Linked DNA regions of Hordeum vulgare: region 1 is linked to region 2. Evidence: chromatin contacts called from public Hi-C data. All regions are on one chromosome and are shown on one strand. Each heading gives the region's core, a stretch centred on a gene start, on an enhancer-like site or on the middle of the called end of the contact. The rest is flanking DNA. Distances are from core to core; before and after follow the strand shown.

What was found. Hi-C and Micro-C count contacts between places; a contact is called where the count stands out from the background.
Region 1: a contact with region 2 is called in a Hi-C map of leaf, with 4 times the contacts expected there. The contact joins the promoter of LOC123407660 here to the promoter of LOC123410562 in region 2. A contact is called at or near these places in 2 of 6 Hi-C or Micro-C datasets (leaf and seedling).

The regions. Positions count from the first base shown.
Region 1 is chr7H:58,687,727-58,692,429 of MorexV3_pseudomolecules_assembly, forward strand. It overlaps LOC123407660 (replication termination factor 2), which reads right to left and starts at 2,966. Exons shown (of 1, transcript XM_045100845.1): 1 at 1,495-2,966. The coding sequence starts at 2,817. The coding sequence ends at 1,780.
Region 2 is chr7H:58,028,117-58,033,288 of MorexV3_pseudomolecules_assembly, forward strand. LOC123410562 reads right to left here and starts at 3,372. Exons shown (of 8, transcript XM_045103504.1): 1 at 2,952-3,372; 2 at 1,754-1,834; 3 at 1,554-1,588; 4 at 1,356-1,464; 5 at 933-1,021; 6 at 242-350; 7 at 5-142. The coding sequence starts at 3,185. It overlaps LOC123410678 (CHD3-type chromatin-remodeling factor PICKLE), which reads right to left. Exons shown (of 32, transcript XM_045103617.1): 31 at 4,838-4,902; 32 at 4,306-4,733. The coding sequence ends at 4,446.

The DNA of each region.
Region 1 (4,703 bases), core at 1,716-4,215, 660 kb after region 2:
TTTCTAATAACCATTCCCAGGTTTAGTCACAACGAGTCGTTTAGTCTGGTACCCCAGCAACTGGATATATTTAAAAGCGACTAGTCGCAACGAGTCGTTTAGTCGATACCCCAGCAACTGGAATATATTTAAACCCGTAAACACTGATTTCTGTTCTCCATGCCAATTCACAAAAGCCATTAATCCAACAAGATTTAGAAATTGCGGCTTTGCAGTGACATTCCAAAAAAGATATAGCAGCTATCACAGAAGCTATTCCTAGTGACGTTTCAATATTAAAAAAAACATAAGAGATAAGGCAAGTATGGAATAAAAAAGGGCAGCCCAGTGCACGTAGCTCCCGCTTGTGCAGGGTCCGGGGAAGGGTCCGACCACTTAGGGTCTATTTTGTACGCAGCCTTTCCCTACATTTCTGGTAGAGGCTGTTTCCAGGACTCGAACCCGTGACCTCATGGTCACAAGGCAACAGCTTTGCCGCTGCGCCACGGCTCCCCTTCAAAGCAAGTATGGAATAAGAAAAACAAACTAATGTGTGTCCAACTACAAATAGTCTGAGGGAGGTACCGCATGTTAACGCAAAATAAATTTGGATGTCTTCTTGATAGGAGCTATTTTCACCATTCCTTCTAAATTTGAACAGAGTTAGACAACTGAGGTGTCAAATTCCTGTGTGTCCAAATCAACTCTAGTCTTGATATCTCAGTAAGTTCATGGCATCCTATGAATCTTTGCAGAATCTTATTCAGCAATGTGCATACAGGGCAGAAGTAGATTGATTATAGCTATTTTGGATCTTTTTATAAAATCCACAATTAGCAAATATGTAAATTCAGCAAAAGCTACATAAGTATGTACGTTACAATTCATAGTATAGCCCAAATGACAAAGGTATAACGAGAAATATAACATGTGTACATTATAAACATGTTATGGAAATAAAGGCCCAAAGGAGAAGGTTTGAAAGAAAATAGGCAAACTTTCACCATGTCCAAGGTTAGCTTGACAGCATATCTAAAGAAGCATGTAAAGAGCAACTACCATGCTAGTATTAATGTGGCGCCAAATGTTCTACCGCTGACTGTCTTCACGCGCATTCCGTACTTCATGGACAACTATACATCAAAACAAGCACAATGCATATTTATCTGTTCAGTAAAGTGGCACAGTCTAGATTACAACATTGAAAATCATAGAAACTGTTTGATTTATCTTGAGAGTCCACTTGCATGTGCACATAAATCAGTCTTATTCAAACAAATTGTATGTAGGATTGCATGACCAAGATACAGTGGAAGTTGCAACAATGAACACTAAGAACCCTTAGGTCTACTAATAGAATAATTGTTGGTCAAAGGATTGGCCTGACGAGACCTAAGATGTGAGTAAATTTGAAACAAAGTGGAAAATTACAGCATTACTCAGACAAATTGCTAGAGAAGACTGGACCCAACAATAAGCGCTAACTGTTTCAACCATTACATGTTTCACAAAGCATTTATAAAAACATATTGCTTCTCTTTGAGTGAAAACTACAGCATTACTCAGACAAATTGCTAGAGAAGACTGGACCAAATGATATGTGCCAAATGTTTCAACCATTACATATTTCACAAATCATTTATAAAAACATATAGCTTCTCTGTGAGTGAACAAGCATAGATAACACCAACAACTAAAACAAGAATACTGGAACTTATGGGCAAGCCATGGTATGAAGCTAATCGCTGAATCAGTACAGGAGGTTCACCTCCATGCCATTGGAATCTCCCCAACATCGATTTAATTCCTTCCCAGGGGGAGTGACCGGCATGAGTATGTTTCCCTGAAATCAGACTTGTTGGAGGAAGTGAAAATTGATGCATACACTTTCTTGTTTGCATGAGCCGGTGCATGATCTGCAGCCTTAAACCGCTTTGCTGGGGCAGCCTCCCCTTTCTTCCCATTCTCCAACTTCTCAGCGTCTGCAACCGCAGAAGCAGCAGCAGCATGCTTACTCCCACTGAGCCCATTCGACAGCTTCTTATCCTTCTTCTCCTTCAGCTTCCCTCTCTCCTCCTCCATCCTCTGCCTCAGCACTTCCACCTCCTCCTCGGTCCCATTGATGGGCATCTTGTCCACCTCAACGAACTCCTTATGGCAGACCAAACACGAGGACGACTTCACCTCCTTGAGAGCCTTCACGCTCAGCACGTGGCCGCATCCACGGAGGGCAAGGAACTGGGACTTGCCGTTGAACTCAAACCCGGTGACCGGGCACTGGAAACGGACCTCCTGGTCCGCCGCGTTGGGCTTGGGGTGCAGGTGGATGGGGATCATGTCCTTGAGCCCGCGGATGTGCGAGAGCGCCTTGGGCAGGCGCTTGTGGATGAGCGCCTCGACGAGGGCCTCCTTGTTGAACAGGTTGCCCAGCCGATCCACGACGGCGGGCGGGGCAAGGGGCTCCCCCGAGAGCGCGCAGCAGGTGAAGCGGGAGAGGCGGGCCTCGTTGGGGTCGGCCTTGTCGGGCTTCTTCGCGAGGTACATGGAGAGGTAGCAGTCGCGGGACTCGGCGCAGGTGGACCCGCCATCGCCGCCCCCGCCGCGGAGCGCGCGGAGGCGGAGCTGGAGCGAGCCGGACGCCGCGAGGGAGGCGACGGGCGCGGAGGGCGCGAGCGGGCGGCCGTCGGTGGTGAGGTAGAAGGAGGAAGTGGGGAGGGGGAGGAAGCTGAGGAGGTCGGAGACGGGGAGGTGGGACGCGACGGTGAGGTACCGCGACGGAAGGGACAGGTCGTCGAGGCGGAGGACCACGGCCCGGGTCGCGCCGGCGGCGGGCGCCATGGCTGGTGCGAGGCTAGGGCTAGAGCTAGGGTTTCGATGCGCCGGATTCGGGAGCGGAGGTGGCTAACGGAGACAATGGGGAATCGGGATTGGTTCCGTGCGGGTGGCTCCTACTCCTATGGGAAAGCTGGACGCGGAGGGACATCGAGAGACGTCAACTCTGACGTCTCTAGTCTGTACCGAGTACCGACGGTGAGGAGGTTCGGCACGCGGAGTGTGCTCGGTTTGCCTGGGGCCTTGGGTTGGGAGTTTTGGACTGAGCTCGACTCGGGCGGGCTCAGTTGATGCTCACTGCGTTTACTGGCCCGATCCCCTCAAAAAACAAATGCTGGCCCGATCAAGCTGAATCTGGGTTGGGCCAGCCAATTAGCAAGCTACCTGCTATAGCGAGGATCCTCTCTCTCCCGTGCGCGGGCGTGCGTCTCTATGTCTCGCCTTCGGCATTTCCTATTTGACGCCACACGCGTTAGTTCACGTGTATTTTTGTTAACCGACGCCTGTGACATTTGTAAATGGGCTGACCCATTTAAGCATCGGTTGACGGTTTATTTTTTTGTGATTTTTCACATGGGCTCGCGGTGTATCATAATGGGCCGGCCTAGTTGAACGCACCATGTGCAATGGCGCATCTGTTTGCTGCAAAAGCGGCAAATAGGAGCTTTCAATTAGCTAGCAACCTGCTATAGCGAGGATCCTGTCTCTCTCCCGTGTGTGGGCGTGCGTCTCTATGTCTCGCCTTCGGCATTTTCTATTTGACGCCACATCCGTTAGTTAAGATGCATTTTTGTTAACTGACGCCTGTGACGTTTGTAAAAGGGTCGACCCATTTAGTCATCGGTTGACGGTTTATTTTCTAATTCTGTGAACTTTTTTTAATGTCATTAAAAAGATCAACGGATATTTTTAAGATTGATGAACTTTTCTCTGAAAATCGATGAACCTTTTCTAAAATATTAAAATTCTATGAACTTTTATGAATATCAATGAACTTTTTTGAAATTTGATGAACATCTTTTTGAAAATGGATGATTTTTTATCAAAATTGATGGACTTTTTAAAGATTTATGAACTTTTTTTCAGTTCAATGAACTTTTTCTAAAAATACATGAAATTTTTTGAATTTCTATGATTTTTTTCAAATTTGATGAAGTTTCTAAAAAATTAATGACTTTTCCCAAATTTGATGAACTTTTTTAAAAAACTGATTAATTTTTTTCAGAATTGATGAACCTTTTTTAAAGAAATGAAGTTTTTTGAAATGAATGGACCTTTCTTTAAATCTGTAAACCTTTTTTGATTTCATATTTTTATTTTGGTAAAAAATAGAAAATTTGTGCATTTTTTCCTACTGGATCAACGGAAAAAAAACAGATCGAAAAACTGAACAGCATGCTAGTGGGCTGGTCCATGCGAGCGACATTGCACGCGCTGGATTGTTAACGGACGCGTGCAGCGCTGTATAGGAGCTCCCCTCGCCTTCAGCAAGTCCACTTTCGGACTCGCTGAAGGGGCGACCGAGATGGACCAGCCCACGCGCGTGGCAAGCCAGAGGCTCATTTTTTTTTATCTCTTTTCTGTTTCACATCACAAAAATATGTCCATGATCACTAGTTGTGGTCTTTGCGGTGTAGAAGACTCTAGGCAACATTCTTTGTTACACTTCAATGTCGCGTGTTGTGTGTGGGCATTGTAGGACCCGGTGGAAGTTCTTAATAATGTTAGAGAGCCGGATGCAAGCGTTGGATATTCTCAATGATGGATGCGCTATCACATGATGATTTTGTCGAGGTACTTGTCACCCTTTGGGCAATCTAGTATCCTCGTGGGGCAAGCACTACATGAACAGATATTCCAAAGCCCACATGCGACTCATGGCTTCATAATGA
Region 2 (5,172 bases), core at 2,122-4,621:
TCACCATTTCCAGAGAGCTGACTCTATGCAAGAAGAAACCATCTAAATTCGTTTGATCTCCAGGGATGGGGTTTTGAATATATGACATTGAATTGTCATGATGGAAGTGTCCACAAGAACCTCCTGTGCTTACATATGCATTCTGTATATGAAGCAGCCAAGGATAAGCAATCATTGATATGAAGTTTTCATCAACGAAGAGAATAGAAATTAGAGCTTGTCCCAGAAAAGAAGAAATTACCACTGCATATGTTTCAAAAATCTGCCGAAGCGGCTCACAGAACTTTGTTATTTTTGTTGTGCGCATCTTGTTGCAATCAACTAATGGATTATATCCAACAACTATTTTCCTGGCTTAAAATAAAAATAATGTTAGACCTTACAACCTTAATACCAACATGTGTGCATACATGTTCATATGTCACCTTTTGCAATAAGCATAGTAATTCCCTCAGTACTTTTTTCCTTGAAAGAGATTATTTAGTATTTTGTTATACTATGTTCAAGCTGATGCTGAGTTGTTGACCCTCTAATTCTTCTATGAATTGAACGTGCACTATTACACAATCCACTGATGAAGAATATATATGCATTGCTTTTCCAGAACATGAAGACAGAATAGTAATGCAGCTCATACGAGCAGGAGGAACTAGTGTATAGACTAGAATCATTTCTTCCTTCAACAATTGTTACTGGTGCATAAACTAGAATCATTTGTTCCTTCAATAGTACAAAAACAATTGTTAAACAGGCATATTCGAGTAAACATATATTCCCTCCGTTTCTAAATATAAGTCTTTTAAGAAATTTCACTAGGGGTCTACATACGGAGCAAAATGAGTGAATCTATAGTCTAAAATATGTCTATATACATCCGTATGTAGTCCACTAGTGAAACCTCTAAAAAGACTATTTAGGAACGGAGGGAGTACCAGTTATTGCTGGTCAGCGCTAGTATTTGCTCCAGCCATGTAATTTGTTCCCTGCTAGAATTGCTCATTTTGCCATCATGCAGAAGATCCTTTAACCAAATGAGAAAATCAATCAGAAAGAATCCATAAAGGCCAGCCAATTCCACGATATCGCACAAACTCTCCATATAAAGCAATCCTGGCAGAAATTTAAATTGCAACCATATTGTGCCAAAAAAGATTGCAGAGTCTGAACTAATCAGTGCAAGGGGGATAATAAGGAGGTAAAAAAAAATACTCAAGTAAAGGTAGAATAATTGATGATCATTATTGATTGCAAGATGCTAATATAATCACATACTCAGTGCACAGACAACGTGTTGTTTGTCAGGTACGCTGCCTGCTACAAGAAGTTCAAAACTGTTCACCAATAAAATATAATACCTCAAGAGGCCCTGTGTCAACACCAACAATTTCCAGAATTTGGTCGTATGGCATCTTCACTTTCTTCAAGAAATTACTAACAATCTGCCCATGTGATGCAGTGGAATACCTGAGGATGAAGCGGATTTTCATGGCATACAATGCACACACATTAGAGAGCACACCATATGAGCTTTCAGATAGGAATAACTAGTATACCAGGGGATATTCAGAGCTTGGAAGTGCAGAGAACCCTGGAAGACAGAGAAATAGAGGACAAGTTAGAATTTGGTTTAGTTAGTTGGGCCAACTGAAATCTCTCCTATACCTACTACATCAGTAATGGAGAACGGTATGCTTCACACATTTACACAGTATTTCGGTATTATTACTTTATTAGCAAGAATTAGAGTACTTACATTTTGCCAGAGTGGGTCATCCCCAAATCGGGCAACATCCAGCACTAACTTGACTTCATAAATCTTTGCTGTGCTTTCCATCTTCATAAAAATGCATATATATTCAGTATTAAGAATAAAACCCACAAAACATTGCTAGAATATGAATCTGATGGTGTCTTCTTAAAGACAGGGAAAGAGCAAAATTGTTAACCAATGTCACATGACATAAAACATTCCTAGGCCACAGGAAACATATAAAAACAGAACTGAGTCACTTCCTTTGAGATCCAGAGCACAATATGCCAAGAAAGGATGGTTGGAAAATAAAATGTGCCAGGAAAGGGTCGGTAGAGATCAGACTAATATGTCGCTTAGTTATGTGAACACACTACACTGGATCATTAACTAATAGATGGTCATGACTCAGGTTATCGGTCATGATGGGCACATGTACCTCACTAGGGCGAACATGTTGCATGTTCCATCATCCCAGGTAAGTCCAATGCCCACCCTATAGATTATCACTGGATATCAGTCTTAGATCTGCAAATGTGTAGGCCATCAACTGATTGGGCAGAATCAGTGACATTATGCAACCACTCACCCCCAACAAGGATGGGCCCTTTCGGTGACACATACAGTAAGCAAAATCCATTCAGAATGCCCTTTGTTCTCAATGAAGCCATTTTAGTTAGCAACTAACAAAGACTAGTAGTAATAGACTTCTCCGAATGCTGTGAGCTTCACAGAGATGCTTGGCCATATTGACTGATGAAAAATGTATTCGGCATTTCGGCTACATTACCAATACCAAATACTAGCAATTTTCTATAACAGCATTGCGAGGCAGCAATTAGCAGATACCACCGCTTTTCATAACAGCATCGCGGAGGCGAAGCAATCAACCATCGTGGACGGTTACAATTTCTTCGGTGGCACGCACACTCGGCGCGGTAACTGCAGTTCCTGGCCAGTATCCACGCAGCAGCAGCAGCAGCACACCCTAAACGTACGGAAATGTTACGAGCAGGATGGGGTTAGCCAAAGCGCGCGCGCCCAAACGAATCCGTGGCACCAGGAAGCGATCCCCCCAGCAGAGGCGAACCAGAGCACCCGAAACGATCGCAAATCGAAGGGCGACGCGGAGAGGATGCGGGTGCGGAAGACGAGAAATCGAACGCTGAGATTGCATACAGAGGCGCGCGCACGCACGCACCTGCCTCAGGAGCCGATCCTGGTCAGCGGGCGACCGCGCGCCGCCCGCGACGCTGAGGAAGGAGACGGCTCCGCGGCCGCGCCGCCCGCGGCCGACGCCCCGCGGCCGGAGCTGCGGCTCGCCGAGGCTGAAGGCCGCGTAGAGCGCGAGGCAGAGCGCGGCCTGGACGGCCACCGTGCGGCGCCACGACGGCGGCCTCCGGCCCTGCAGCTCGGCGGCTGATTCCACTTCCATGGCGGGCGCCGGCGCCGTCGCGCGTCGCGGCCTCGTCAATGCCGCTTTGTCTCGCTCGTCCAAGCTGCGGGCGCCCGGGCGGAGACTGCCGTTAAGATCGAGCACCCACCCACGTCCTTTTTTTCCGAATGAGAAAATGATTAAATAATCAGTTCATGTTCCTTTTTTTTCCTCTAGATGAGATCGTTGGTTCTCTCTCTGCATCTCGGATGGTGATCCATGATGGAATATCTTTTGTCGGGGCTCACGTCGTGGTCCCACCAGACTAGGCGTGAGGAGGGTGCGCAAGTGAACAGCTGTCGACTTGTCGAGACATGCCTGCTGGCTTAATCGAGGTTGATGAGCTCCGTTTCCTGTCTCCTCGCCACCTCTTCACCGTCTCGGCTTTGGCCAAAGGGAAATCCATTCCGTTTGAACACGGTGTGGTTTTCCTTGCAGCAAAATTGACATTATTATTTTACTTTTTTCGACATAAAATTGGCATTATTATTTTATTTTATTGCGAGATAAAATTGGCATTATTATGATGCTCTTTTTTAGAACTGGAATAGATTTTCTGTAGAGCAGAAAGCAATGAGCAGAGACTTAAGGCGTACTCTCTGTAAATGTAAAGAGTACTACCTAAACTGTTTTGAGACGGAAGTAATAGTATTTTTTTTACTACTGTACAATTTACTTCCTCCATTCTTAAATATAAGACCTTTTAAAAAAAATACGATAGACTACATGCAGTGTAAAATAAATAAATCAACACTTTAAATTATATCTATATACATCCATATGTAGTCCCTAATGAAATATCTAGGAAGGAGGGAGTATTATTTACACGAATTTAAGATACTATTTGAAATTAAAGAATCTGAAAACACATGGTTTTAAAAGGACAGATTTTACAGAAACCACAAACGCTAATTCGCTCAAACTAGGCACTCGATGCTAAACAGCGTATCTGCGGGTTCTCAAGAAGATTTTTTTTTCCTTGCCACAGTCCTGCAATCTCAAGAGCGTGAGTAGAGTTGTGCTCTTTGCATTGCGTGAGTGGAGGAATGCGAGCTACAACCTGACAAGCAACAGAATACACCACAAACAGTGATAACCTCGCAAGAAAACAACGGAAGTGTACGGGGCAGGAAAATTTGGTATAGGGTAATCATCAGTACTGACTACTGAGTGCCTAACTTTGAGTTACAACAAGGTAAACTAGAACCAGTTTAGTAACTAAACTGAAGGGGGTTTCGATTCAGTTTTCATCCCTACACATTAACCATCGATTTCCATTTTGTCCTCCGGCTTTACAGTCGAAGGGCCGACACCATTTGCCGCCACGGCGCCTGCGTCTTGTGGAGGCTTGGCTTCTTCGACGATGGCATCTACCACTTCCTCTTTGGGGGTAGCAGCGCCGTTCTCTTGGACTCTCAAGACCCGATCAACGTCCTCACATACTTTCTCAAACTGATGGAGGCTGTTGGCTAGACTCGCGGAAGCTGCCTTGTCACCGCAGAACGAATTGAGTGCACGTGCACCGCTGTCTTCAAGCACACCACACATCTGCAAGCATAAAGACAATGGTCAGTCAAGGAAACTATAGGCTTCGGAAGGGGAATAGGCATGTCAGAGGTCGTTAGCTCATGAACACTTGGTTCATTAGGAACCTTGTTGTAAAGATGGGAAAGGTGTGCCTGGTCAGTTGAGCCATCAGAAGCCACTTCTTTGGCAGCTGGAAAGAGGGACACACTTAATGAATAAGCAATGGACATTAACTCACGGAATATACAGTAAAATGAAATGGCATCTATTCAAGTACCACCACACAATATAGCTGTAACGCAACAATAGACAGGGGAACGTCCTGAACCAAAAGAGGTAAACAGAGTTGAGTTGCCACAAATCCAGTGGCAAGGCTAAAAATTACAAACACTAGCACGAGCACCGAACAGTCAAATACAATTTATAAGTCCACCAAGAGAACTATCTATACTGCTAAGAT